2 separate regions of the Pan troglodytes genome follow, and region 1 is linked to region 2. The links are chromatin contacts, called in public HiChIP or PLAC-seq maps. All regions are on one chromosome and are shown on one strand. Each heading gives the region's core, a stretch centred on a gene start, on an enhancer-like site or on the middle of the called end of the contact. The rest is flanking DNA. Distances are from core to core; before and after follow the strand shown.

Region 1 (7,272 bases), core at 2,038-4,537, 830 kb before region 2:
AGACAGGGTCTCACTCTGTTGTCCAGATTGGAATGTGGTAGCATGATCGTATTATAGCTCAATGCAGCCTCAAACTTCTGGGCTCAAGTGATCCTCTTGCCTCAGCCTGAGTAGCTGAGACTATGGGTTTGAGCCACCATGCCCAGCTAATTTTTAAAAGTTTTTTTTGTAGAGACAGGGTCTTGCTAAGTTAGCCAGGCTGGTCTCAAACTCCTGGTCTCAAGCAATCCTCCAGTATCAGCCTCCCAAAGTGCTGGGATAGCAGGTGTGAGCCACCACACAGCCTACATTTCTATTTGATCTTTCATTCCTTTGGCTAAGGCTGCTTATTAAAGCAGTCTTCTTTCTTGAAAAGCCATTTGCACATGAAGGGTGTACTTTCATTTCAGAACTAAATCTGCATTTCATGACTCTTCCATTTCAGATTAATGAGATCCAATTAGTCATGACAAATTCACACACGCACAGCCCCTGAATGAACAGCTTGAACAACAGCAAAAAGCACAAAAATTCCAGAATTAAAGGGTACCCTCTCCTGGCTCTAACATTTTTTGGCAAAGAGATCCTGGACAAGTCATCTCTGACCTATGTTTCTTCATTTATAAAGTGTGGGAGGAATAAGACTTACCTGAGAGGGCTGCTATGGGAAATCCATCCAACAAAATAATGTATATGAAAGTATTTAGCTATGAAGTGGGTGAAAGGCAGTAGGTTGTTGCGGAGTTGCTCACAAAGCATCAGACATTTGTGGAAGATCATATGGAGAGAGCTGCTCATATAACATCCTTAGTGTGCTATTAAAAATTTTATATCTGAAGTAAAATAAATTGTTCTTAAATCACTCAAGGAATTCTGCTTTGGTTAAGTGGTCAATAGTGAAGTTTTTACACATCAGAAGTTTGCAGAGATGCAAAAATAAATTTATGCAAGATGCATAAATATATTCTCAAAGCAAGAAGATGAACTACTTACAATATACTCAGTATTAGTTCAAAGATGTCAAAGTAGTTCCAAGATGTCAAAGTTCTTTTCATGCAGTCCATTTTAACTTTTTTACAGAGCAATGATCCTTTCACTTGCCTTGTTGAAAAGCTTCATAATGTTAATAGGATGTACAGAAGATATTTTAGGTGAATTAGTTCAACAAAACTGACAAAATCAATGAAATCATAGTATTGAGGATTTTAGTGGAAGAAGTGTTTGCTTTTAAAGGAAGTAAATATAATAATACTCTCTAGTTTGAGACATGTTTTCCAGTCCATTCTCCACCGGAACACCAGATAAGCTGTGTAAAGGATAATCTTGAGGTGGGGAAGGTTACGTATCAAACTTGTGAAACTATGCAACATTCACTCTTTTTTTTTGCATTACTTCATTTACATTTACAATATATATTTATATTATTTGAATAGCCAAGTTTGGGGCTATTTTTCCTTTAAAAATTTAATTAACAACTTTTTAATAATGTAGTGTGTGCCACTGAACAAAAGATCTCTGGTACCCAGAAAAGAGTCAAAATGCAAGCCCTCTGATTTCTCAACCCCTACTATGCCAAGGCTCTGCTGGTTCTCCCCAAAAAAAAAAGAATTAAGCTTTCATTACCTAAGTCCAAAATAGTCATCACACAAATGTCTACCACCAAAACAAACTGCAGATCCTTCAATTACACACTTCCTCCAAGAAATTCGAATCAATTAATTGTATAAGTGTTTAAAAGTAATGTATCCTCCATTTTAAGAAAACAATTATTATTAATCTCTAAGACCTAAATCCTTGGCCTAATCAGACATTTAATGAGTGGGGAAACTTCAGACTGGAGGTTTTCTGGGATAAACTCCAGAGAGGAAGGAGCAGGGGGAAGAGGGAAGACTCAAGGAGAGCAATAGATAAGGGAGGTTAGGGTGGAAAGCTGAATGCATGGGTAAAGGGGAGGTCTAGGGATAGTAGGTGCTTTACAGACTGAGCTCAGGGGAGGCTGAGGACGGGGGTGGGGAGAAGGGTAGGCGCGTGGGCAGTTAAGTTGGTGGGAGCTGGGTGGATGGAGATGAGGGTAATTCACGGGCAGTCTCCAATGCCTATCAGCAGCTGCTCACCTAGTTCCCTCCCGCATGGCTACTAAGTAGGTAGGATTCCGAGGAACCGAGAAAGTGCGTCATGGAATGGAGCCACTCCGGGGCCCAGGAAGGCTTCAGGATTCCCCCACCCGCAGCGGCCGGGCCAGCTCCCCTACCTCCCATATCCCGACTGGCGTCTCACCTGCTGCCAGGCGCAGACCGCTGAGGCTCCCCATGGCCACTTGCTACTCCGCCGACCAGCGCAGAACTTCGCCGGGGACGGTGGCGCTGGTGAGCTCAATGTCACCCAGCGTTGGAGTGGGAAGGACGCAGGCGGCGCCGGGGGGCGGGGCGTGCGCGACGCGGTGTACAGGCCTGCGCCAGTGCGGGGCGTGCAGGACGTGCGCCACGCGCTGGAGACCCGCGGCGCCAGCCTAGTGCCCCTGGCGCCGCATCCTGAGCCAGCCTCGGAGATGGTCCTGTGGAGTGTGGCGCCGTGGGCCCTTGCCCTAGCGGATATGTACCCATGGGAGTACCTGTGTGAAATAGAAAGGAAATGTGCAACTTTCGTGATCTGTAAACTCCCGAAATACACCAGATAAACCAGTATTCCAGTATGCCGCTCTTCCAGTGTTTTCAATGAACATATGCTTTTATCAGAAAACACATAATTGGACTCTGCTCAGTGGCCCTATCTCTTGTTGGAGCATCCCTCAGGCTAATCTGAGAAATTAACATGTATGTTTTCAATTTGTTTTCTATTTACCTATTTTCTAAAAACATTTGATCATCTCCATCCTAAACACTTTACTCATACCCACCCACACTGCCAGAAATGCCGTTTTTTCTTGACGTTTCATAGTGGTCCCAAATTCTTAACAAAGACCCCTCTGCTCCAGGGTCCGGGGAGGAGGTTAGGCACTGGAGTGAGAGGTATTAGAAAGGCCTCACTTGCCTAGATTTCCTTCAACGACCTGGTAGGGGAACCACAAGGAAATTGTTTCCCTTTTGTGAAAAGATGGGATTGGAGTAAACAGTCCCTTCAAGGTCTGACAATCTGATCCATGTATCTGGCCCAGTTCCAGGAGGACATGTTAAAAGGGTTGGGACAGCAGGGTGACAGGTTCCGAGGTGGATGCGGACCACGTTGAACTCAAGCCTTGCACTCAGCTTTCCTAAGGATTCCCCTCGTACTATATTTTTTGTCAGGCGGCTCCGCGGTCACCTTTGCTCCGCGGTGATTGGCCTGCAGCGGGGTCCTCGTGTTTGTCCAATATGGCGGCGCCCAGTGGCGGTGTGAACTGTGAGGAGTTCGCCGAGTTCCAGGTGATGGGGTTTTCCTCATGTGGCAGGCATGTGCCTCCTTTTGTCCCCAGACCCTATTCCCTGCTTTGCGAGGGAGTATGAACCAGCTTTGGAAAAAGCGGGCAATTCAAAGCTCTTTTCTCGAGCCATTGGAGGTCATGGGGGGCGCGGGTTTGGCCTTAGGGAGCGAGGTTGCTCTGTAGGAGGAGGGAGGAGGGGGGTCATAGTTCTCTCCGCGGCTCTCCGGCCTTGACTGGGAAGCTCTGGGTAATCTGCTGTGGTAAAGCTCGGGATGCGTGGATAAGGATTGTAACAATCTTGTAGCAGTTCCCTGAACTCAGTTTCCAGCTTCTGCCATTCCTCTCCTACTTTTGTAAGTAGAGTTTCTGTGGGAGAGAAGAAGGTGCAGAAGAGCTATTTAGTTGATAAAACAAATACTTGGTGCAATTTACTATTTTTGTGGGACAGGACGTATGGAAGCTTGGAGGGAGGATTAATTATAGTACCTGCTCTAGTATCATTGCCCATTAGAGAAGATGTAATATTTAAAGGTTTTGCCTTTTTATGTTCAAATATCAGAGACCTAGGGCTAATTATTAACACCTGAATGCAAGAATAGGGATCTGGTTTTGACCAAGTTGCCATTAAAGTTATCTGTTCCAATTCAGTCATAAATGTGCTTCTGTTTAGTTACAAAGTTGAATTCCAAAATCATGATCTTAAATATGTATTGCATTATTAACTAACCCAAGATACTGAAAAATTGACCTATCTGTAGTAAGCTTTGTACTTTGAACGGTTTGAAGGTAGTGGTATTCTTGAATACTGCCTCAGCCTCCCTGTAGCTAGGACTACAGGCACGTGTCACCACGCCCGGGTAATTTTTTAAAAGAAATTTTGTAGCGACAGTGTCTCACCAAATAATCCTCTTGCCTCGTCCTCCCAAAGTGTTGGGATTACAGGCGTGAGTCACCACGCCCGGCCTAAAGTGTTTAAAATTTTTGCAACTCTTACTTTTTCATTATAAAAATTAGATTTAGTACTTCTGTAAAATATCCTATTTCCAAATTGAAATAAAATCCAGAAAAGAATGTTTAAAATCGAGTGCCTAGAATCCCATTTTAGCATGCATTCAAGAATTTATTAGATACTGTATTAGTCCGCTAGGGCTGCCATAACAAAATACCACAGGCTAGGTGGCTTAAACAATAGAGATTTATTTTTTCACAGTTCTGGAGACTAGAAGTCCAAGATTAAGCTGCCATCAGTTTCTAGGCTATACAGTTTGATTTAAGGGGGGAAAAAGAGTGCCATCAGAATTAGTTATAGTAAGGCTTCTCTTCCTGGCTTGTAAATGGCTGCTTTCTCACCATGTCTTCTCTATGTCACTATCTCTTCTCTGTGCCTGCACCTGGAAGGAGAAGGATCTCTGCTATCTCTTCCTCCTCTTTTTATTTTTTTTTTTTTATTTTTTTTTTTAAGACAGAGTCTCGCTCTATCCCCCAGGCTGGAGTGCAGTGGCACAATCTTGGCTCACTCCAACCTCCACCTCCCGAGTTCAAGCGATTCTCCTCCTGAGTAGCTGGGATTACAGGTGCCCACCACCATGCCCGGTTAATTTTTGTATTTTTAGTAGAGATGGGGTTTCACCATGTTGACCAGGCTGGTTCCAAACTCCAGACCTCAGGTGATCCACACCCCTCTCAGCCTTCCGAAATGCTGGGATTACAGGCGTGAGCCATGGCGCCCAGCCTATCTCTTCCTCTTCTTATAGGGACATCAGTTCTATCGGATTAGGGCCCACCCTTATGACCTCTGTTTAACCTTTATTACATACCTCAAGGCCTTATCTCCAGATACAGTCATGTTGGGGATTAGGGATTCATGAATTTTGGGGACACACAATTCAACCTGTAACAGATACCTACTAGTCTCCTGGCACTTGCGGAAACCCAGTGGATGGAGTATAAAACAAGGAACGTAATCTAAGTAGGGCTATAAAATGTAGAAAATATTGGGAAAAAAAAAGAATAAAATGCTGAAAGAATTTAGAGAGTTGGGCCTTAGGCAGGCAGGGACTAGGGGTATTCTAGGCAGAGGCAATAGGATAATAGACAAAAAAGTTTTATGTATTTAAGGGAAATAGAAAATCAGTATTGCTAGAACACATTATTCATACAGGGGCACATTGGGATTACACAAGATTGCAACCAGATTTGTGGAAAGCCTTGTGTGTCAAGTGTGAGTTAGGGAGTCCTTTTTGGGCAGAGGGGTGAGATGATCAAAGAGGTGCTTTAGGAAGATTCATCACTACTGCCAGTGGCTTTGTTTAGGCCCATATCATTTTTGAAACTAGCTTTGCAACAGGCCTTCCTATCTTCTGGCACTTTTTTTCTCTACTATATTCCCCCTTCAATCTAATCTCCATAATACTGTGGCATATGCTATTATATTCTGAATTTTATAATCTAAGCTATGCTTTTGAGTTTTGGGTTCGTATGACTAGATATAAACTTCTTAACATGGCATATAAGACCTTTTAAAATCCAATCCCAAAGTGCCTCTTGTCATGTCTCTTATTATTGTCCTCATACGTGTCTCTTTCATCATACCCACCCCCCAGCACTTCAACATGCATGTTTAAATATTAGTATTTCTATTAGGAATATTCATTGACACATAAGTGATTTTTGAATCACATTGTAATTAGGTACTAAATAGGTTATTTTCTAGCATCAATGATGGTTTCTTTTATGCTTACAGGGCTGCTTTCTATTCCTGTCCTGGGGATGCTGGGTGTTAGAGGACTCTGGCAGTCGTAGACAAGTTTGTGTTTCTGGTTTGGGGGAAGCACCGTGGGAGCTTTGATGTAAAAATAGAGTTTGAGGAACCAGATCTGTCTGAAAAGAGCATCATGTAAAAGGGACTTTGATGTCAAGTACCAATGACATTACTTCTGGGTACCATCAGGCAAAGGGAGAGGAGAGGAAAGGTTAAGGGAGTTCCATATCATTCTTTGGAGTACAGTGTATTTTAGTTATATAATGGCCCCTTTCCTACTCCTCACCCCTATGTACCCTAAAAAATATGTAGAATTATAAAATAACTTTACCTGAGAATGAATCTTAGGAATAGACTATAGTATAATTGTAGGGGCAACAGAAAGTTTTCTCTACCCCTGCCCACTACTAAATATAGGCACTCCTTCAATACCTAAATTGCCTTCCAAGAGGATGAGATTTTTACCCCACCAATTAGAGAGAAGACATAAAATGCATTCCAAGAAAAACGCCTGCATAATTTCAGAGTCAGCCTACAATGAGAGGTTCATGATATATCAGATCTCTTCTTGTTTTGAGGAGGATGAAAGATAGAAGAAGCTGGGGGTATACAGAATTTATAAAGTTATCTTTGGCTGTGATTTAATGTTTAGAAGCTCATGAGGGTTCTACACAAGATGCAGCCTTCAGAGAACCATTGAACTGTGTGTATTTCTGTGTTATTTCTGTGGACAGGTGTTGCAGTTTATTGTGTATAATGTCTGTTCTGTTCAGGGGTGTCTTCTATGTATTTTCTTGGTGAATTTCTGGACAGGAGTGTATGCCATTGGGGCTAAGCCTCAGGTAGGTAGTCAGTAATTCCTTATGGATGATCCACATAATTCAATGGCAGCATTTTTGTGCCTTCATTCACCTTCGTTTGCTCACAATGTGTGAGGGCAGCCCAAACTTTTGCCTAGAACCTCTTGGAGTTGCCTTAACTAAGCTTTGGCACTTTTTTCCCTGTGAAGAAATGTGAGCCTGGTGAGACGGTTTACAGTTCTTTTCCTTCTCCCTTTTCAATTTTGAAAGAAATCACTTCCTGTCTCATTACACCACAAAAACACTGAGGGGCTACTATGTTGGACAGAACA
Region 2 (6,727 bases), core at 3,558-6,057:
CTACAAGTAAGCTATTTCAACTAGTTCTTTGAGGCATTGTGGAAAAATAGGTCTTTGTCAGAGTTCCTTGTTAATTTAAGCCTCTTATTAAAACTTTCTCACTGAAGCCACCTGAATTCAAGTCAGCCTCATCCCTTGTGTGCACTGGTGGTTTTCTTTTCTTTTCTTTTCTTTTCTTTTGAGATGGAGTCTCGCTCTGTCACCCAGGGTGGAGTGCAGTGGCGCGAACTCAGCTCACTGCAACCTCTGACTTCCGGGTTCAAGCGATTCTCCTGCCTCAGCCTCCCAAGTAGCTGGGATTACAGGTGCGTGCCACCAGGCCTGGCTAATTTTTTTTGTATTTTTAGTAGAGACAGGGTTTCACTGTGTTAGCCAGGATGGTCTTGATCTCCTGACCTCGTGATCCACCCGCCTCGGCCTCCCAAAGTGCTGGGGTTACAGGCATGAGACACCATGCCCGGCCTTTCTCTTCTTTTTTTTTTTTTTTTTTTTTTTTTAGTAGAGACAGGGTTTCTCCATGTTGGTCAGGCTGGTCTCAAACTCTCGACAACCTCACGTGATCCACCCGCCTCGGCCTCCCAAAGTGCTGGGATTACAGGTGTGAGCCATCGCCCCCAGCCGCACTGGTAGTTTTCAATTCCAGCATGTCAGAATACCTGGGGAGCTTTTAAGACATGTCAGTGCCTGCACTCCATCCCAGATCAATTAACTCAGAATCTCCAGGGGTATTATAATATTTTAAAAGCTCCTTAGGGATTCTAATGTGTACCACTGGACTTGTTTTAGCTGAGAGTCACTGGATTTCAAACACAAAATCTCCTTAATTAGCATCTCCTTTGTTCTGAGTACCTCAGACCTAATCAGTACTACTCTTATTCCACGTTCGTTGTTTATTTTCCAGCTCTTTTCTTTCTTTGCCTTTTTGTAAATCACTTCCACTCACATCACATGAGAAACAGAGTTTTCAGTCTGGGTAGATAATTCTGTTTTAGTCAATTCACAAATGTAGTTTGAGTAATTTTTGTTTTTGTTTTTATTTTTATTTTTGAAACCGGGTCACTCGGGGGATTGCAGTGGTGCCATCACAACTCACTGCAGCCTCAACCTCCTGGGTTCAAGCAATCCTCTCTCCTCAACCTCCCTAGTAGCTGGGGCTACAGGCATGTGTCACCACTCCTGGCTGATTTTTAAATTTTTTGTAGAAATAGGGTTTCACTATGTTGTGCAGGCTAGGCTCAAACTCCTGGGCTCAAGTGATCTTCCCGCCTTGGCCTCCCAAAGTGCTAGGTTTATAGGTGTCAGCCACTGTGCCTGGCCTAATTTGGGTAAAATTTTATTTTTCCATATAACTTCTGAAATTTCCATGGGAAATCACTCTTGATAATTTATGTAAAGTTAAAAAAAATCAGATGATGTTTTTGAATGTACATCAATTATTGTTATTTGGGGGCTTTTTTTCTTCTGTTTTTAGCAATATTAAACTGAAAAAAAACCACTTTGAGTATGGCACATCTTCCTTAAAATTCTAAATATTATATTTAAAAAACTTTTAAAATTCATAACTAAGTTGATTAAAATCAGGGAATCCTTTGTAGGACAGAAATGTCAAACATATTCTAGAGGATTAAGAAAAGCACTAGACCCAAAGTTTTCCATAGTGATGCCTGCTGTTCCCCCTGGAGTCTAGAGCATGGATTATGGGCTCTGGGGGATAGGAATCTGTTGTTCCCAGCAGGGTGAGAAGTAAGATCTAAAATTCTTTGCATAGGCCAGGTGTGGTGGCTCACACCTGTAATCACAGCACTTTGGGAGGCCAAGACGGGTGGATCACTTGAGGTCAGGAGTTCAAGACTAGCCTGGCCAACATGGTGAAACCCCATCTCTACCAAAAATACAAAAGTGAGCTGGGCGTGGTGATGCCCACCTGTGGTCCCAGCTACTCGGGAGGCTGAGGCACAAGAATCGCTTGAACCTGGGAGGCGGAGGTTGCAGTGAGCTGAGATCGCACCACTGCACTCCAGCCTGGGCAACAGAGTGAGACTCTGTCTCAAAAAAAAAAAAAAAAAAAAAAATTTCTGCAGAAAGCCAAAACCCAAGAAAGGCAGCACTCTCAGTAAATGAAGCAGAGAAATATCTGTCCTGCAGATTGAGACAATAAGGATGCAAGCCTGCACAAACCTGACTCTGGGTATCTAGCATAATTCTACTACTTACATATTTTTTAAAAAGCCAAAGATTAAATTTAAAGTGATCCACAATTGGTATGTCTCCCAGGTAACTGGCAGAAGTATGTGTAAATTTTATTTGGAGGGGTTTACTCAGACCTTGAAGAATCTTTTTTTTTTTTTTTTGAGACTGAGTCTTGCTCTATCACCCAGGCTGGAGTGCAATGGTGTTGTAGCAGGATGAGCTGCAGACAAAACTTCTCAGACACCGAGTTGTAGAAGGAAGGGCTTTATTCAGCTGGGAGCATCAGTGAGCTACTATCTCAAAATCCAAGCTCCCCAAATGCACAGTTTCTGTCCTTTTTAAGGGCTCACGACACTAAAGTTTTCGTACGAAAGGATCGTGGTTGATTGAGCAGTCTAGGGGTATGTAACAGGGGTTTCATGCACTGGTATTCAGAAAGAAACAGAACAGGGCAAGGAGTTTCACAGTGTTCTTCTATACAATGTGTGGAATCTATGAATAACATCAGTTTCTAAGTTATGAGTTGATTTTTAACTACTGGGTTGAGGCCTGGCAGGCCCAGGCCTGGTTTCGGGCGTGGCGCCGGGCTGCTGGTCTTTGGTTTTACTTCCTTGTTGGTTTTTTTTTAAAAAAAAAACAAAAAAAAACAAACAGGTACTGAGTATAATACAATATAAAACAATATGAGAGGGTCTCTCTCTTCCCAATATGAGAGGGTCTCTCTCTTCCCTCAGTGTGATCCTGGCTCACTGCAACTTCTACCTCCTAGATTCAAGCCATTCTCCTGCCTTAGCCTTCCAAGTAGCTGGGACCACAGGTGCACCACTAGGCCTGGCTAATTTTTGTATTTTTAGTAGAGACAGGGTTTCACCATGTTGGCCAGGCTGGTCTCGAACTCCTAACCTCAAATGATTCGGCCTGCCTTGGCCTCCCAAAGTGCTGGGATTACAGGTGTGAGCCACTGCACCCGGCCTCCTTGAAGAATTATCACAGACAAAATTCCAAGGAACACGAGTTTAGACACAATACAGATGGAAAATGCTTCTGGTATTTTAATATTAGTTATTATGATAACTGTTAGCATAAACATCTTTAATATTTTTGAGAAATAGCCTTCTATTCTCCATTTTCAGAGTTTTTCTGAAAAAATTAGAAATGTTGAACATTTAAAATAAATTATATATTTTAAAATATTCTCTAGGCTTTTGGTAGGATGACATAAAACTTTCAATTCCTTTCTAATTATTTTTCTGATTTGATCATAGTTCACCTAATAATAAAAACAGAATAGCTTTGTAAGAGATTTTTCTAGTTTAGCCTTTTCCCAGCAAAATGCTGAATTTAAATTGGGAGCTATATTAGAACATCTAAATATTTTCTCTGAATAGTATTTATTATGTGCCGGCACTATTCTAAGTACTTTACACATATTGACTTACTCAGTCCTCAAAATAACCAAATAGGTTGTTACAATTATTATCTCTATCATACAGACAAGGACATGGAGGCACAAAAGGGTTACGCTGTAATCCCAGCACTTTGGGAGGCGGAGGTGGACGGGTCATTTGAGGTCAGGAGATCGAGACCAGCTTGACCAACATGGTGAAACCCTGTCTGTACTAAAAATACAAAAATTAGCCAGGTGTGGTGGTGCAGGCCTGTAATCCCAGCTACTTGGGAGGCTGAGGCAGGAGAAACGCTTGAACCTGGGAGGCAGAGGTTGCAGTCAGCAGAGATCAAGCCACTGCACTCCAGCCTGGGCGACAGAGTGGGACACTCCGTCTCAAAACAAACAAACAAACAAAAAATGGGTTAAGCAAGTTGCCCAAGATCTCACAGCTACTAAGTTTCAAACCTAGACTGACTGCCTCCAGAGTTGCACTGTTAACCCTTAAGTTACACTGCATCTGAGAAAGTTCTTTCTTGGCTACAATCTAGGGGTCTCTCTCTTTTTTTTTTTTTCTTTTTTTGAGACGGAGTCTTTCTTTGTCGCACAGGTTGGAGTGCAGTGGTGCGATCTCGGCTCACTACAACCACCGCCTCCCAGGTTCAAGCGATTCTCCCGCCTCAGCCTCCAGAGTAGCTGGGATTACAGGCACCCGCCATCATACCCGGCTAATTTTTTGTATTTTTGTAGAGACTGGGTTTCACCATGTTGGCCAGGCTGGTCTAGAGCTCCTGACCTCAGGTGATGCACTCATCTCGGCCTCCCAAAGTGCTGGGATTACAGGCGTGAGCCACCACGGCCGGCGAGATCTCTTTTATTTCTTTAATAGTACTCTTCATTTCTGCCCGAGCATATGGCACACTTCATTAACTGACTTGTTTAATGTCTGCCTTATTCTCTAGACTCTTTCTCTTTGAGAGCAGGAACCATTTTATGCCATTTCACTGCCATTTACCCAGTGGCTAGCTTACAGTAGATACTCAGTAAATAGTTGTTGATTGCGTAAAAGGCCAAGAGAAAAATGTTTCATTCACGGAGTAATGTCGCCATCTCGTGGAACTTTAGAATATTGTCATTTAAATCAAAAAAATGTTTTCACGGAAGGAATTGATGGTTCGAATGCTATTTTCCAGATTGTATTCGAGTGTTTTTTTTTTTTTTTTAATTGGACTGGACCTTTTGAGATTTTTAGTGCTCTAGAACTGCACAGCCTCTTCAGGTCAGGCTTAGGGCCTACTAGGTTTGCTTGGTGAAATGAATTATGCAACTAGGTAATGGATGGTCACCGTTTTACGTTCAGAACTCGTTCGCTTCTACCTTTACAAAAGGGACAACACAGATGCATTACTAAGCTCTTGGCTCATAACGATCCCTGGGGTATATTCAGAGCCCCTTCCTCGCGGCGTTCATACAGTGTCTCAGGGGTCTGTCAGCCAGCAATCCCCAATTCCTCATTACATATTCCTCACAATGCATGCTGGCTAAAATGGAAATTGTGTTCAGAAATAGCCCTGCCCTACCATCATATACTAGGAGAAAGGAGGAAATTATGCTCTATTAGAAACCCTAGGCTATCTTGCATAATGCTTCTCAATCTGAAATAATTTTTTACAGAATACCAATACGTTAAGAAGAGCTACTTCCCTGATCTACCTATTATGGGCAGCCCATTTTATGAAGTTAGCATGGCCTTCCTATTCAAACCAGAAATGGACAAAAAGAGAAGGAAGGCTTTTAGGTCAGTATGGTTATAACTATAGATTCTGTATTCTTCCTCTTTAATCTAGCTCTCATATTAACCAACCAGGACGTTGGAGGCCGGAAGTCTTAGACGCCAGCGAGAGCCGCTCCTTCCCCACGAGTCTATGGCTTTCGGGTTACTTAAGCCACGGAGAACTCTATGGTTCCGGGGCGGGCCGGGAGGTTTGAGTTTGAAGACTGGCGGGAAGATGCCCGCAGCTGTTGCCAGGCCAGGGTTCTCCCGAGAGGGAGGACGCTGGGACTGCGGCTTGCCCTGATCGGCCGAGAAGGGTTTGCCATGAATCTTCTGCGTCGGAGTGGGAAACGGCGGCGTTCAGAATCAGGCTCAGATTCGTTCTCGGGAAGCGGCGGTGACAGCAGTGACAGCCCCCAGCTCCTCTCCGGGTCCGTGCTGAGCCCGCCGCCCGGCCTGGGTCGCTGCCTGAAGGACCGCGGCCGTCAGTCGGCCGCAGCTGCAGGTGCTCCAGGAACCCGGGAGGCCGCGGGCAACGGGGGCAGCTCCGCCGGGCCATGGGTCGGGAGGTGTCCTCACCCCACGGGGCTTGCTTCGTTGCATACCCTATTGGGCTTCTACTCCCCTTCTCCGTGACTGGGGCCTGGTGTGGCAGGTCACTTTCTGTTCAGACATACGCGTGTTTTCAGTGATCGCCTGGTATTAATGTTCACGTGGCTTCTGGATCTTTCGACCTTTACAGAAACAACTTCCTAGTTAGCTTCATCCCATCATCTGTTGGGGGGCTCGTTCCTCGTAGTACCCAGTACTCCTTACAGACCCTTAAGACAGGATTGTTGGGCCTGGAGTACGGCACAGGCTGTTCGGCATCCAGGGGAAGGCTGGAAGGGATTCGTAATGAGATTGGTTGGGTGTCCCGTGGATGTCGACCCAGTTTTTAAAAATCGTTAGTTGTGCAGTCGTCATGGAACTAAAACTTACTATAAATAGAAACTCACCTAACTTAGCTTTGTAATGCTTGCATATTGCCCTCCTCCCCCAACTACACCCGTAATTCCAACACTCTTTATCTACTGTGTATTGCACGCTTTTTTGTTCGTTTGAGGCTTTTAAGGAATTTTTATTATATGCAGTAAATAACAATTTATTACTTTTCTATACATGGTCAATTTCTCATAAGATTCTTGAAGTCAGGATGTGCTTTAAAGAGCTTCATTTCAACACATAGGAATTCCAACACACGGTGAAGGGCTAACTGTAAAACTCATATATTAGAAGTAAATTAAATTTTAATTTTTTCTTTTTCCTAAAAGGAGAATGCAAGCCTACAGTTCCTGACTACGAAATAGACAAGCTACTATTGGCAAACTGGGGAC

The links. HiChIP or PLAC-seq counts read pairs in DNA pulled down with a chosen protein or histone mark.
Region 1: a contact with region 2 is called in an H3K4me3 HiChIP or PLAC-seq map of stem cell-derived excitatory neurons, with 12 times the contacts expected there. The contact joins the promoter of MIX23 here to the promoter of POLQ in region 2. A contact is called at or near these places in 1 of 7 Hi-C or Micro-C datasets (stem cell-derived neural progenitor cells) and 1 of 1 datasets of contacts at active chromatin or transcription factors (stem cell-derived excitatory neurons).

Annotation. Positions count from the first base shown.
Region 1 is chr2:125,654,572-125,661,843 of NHGRI_mPanTro3-v2.0_pri, reverse strand. It overlaps MIX23 (mitochondrial matrix import factor 23), which reads left to right and starts at 3,287. Exons shown (of 6, transcript XR_010155324.1): 1 at 3,287-3,380. It overlaps FAM162A (family with sequence similarity 162 member A), which reads right to left and starts at 2,590. Exons shown (of 5, transcript XM_016941747.3): 1 at 2,257-2,590. The coding sequence starts at 2,290.
Region 2 is chr2:124,831,266-124,837,992 of NHGRI_mPanTro3-v2.0_pri, reverse strand. It overlaps POLQ (DNA polymerase theta), which reads left to right and starts at 4,807. Exons shown (of 29, transcript XR_010155309.1): 1 at 4,807-5,856; 2 at 6,665-6,727.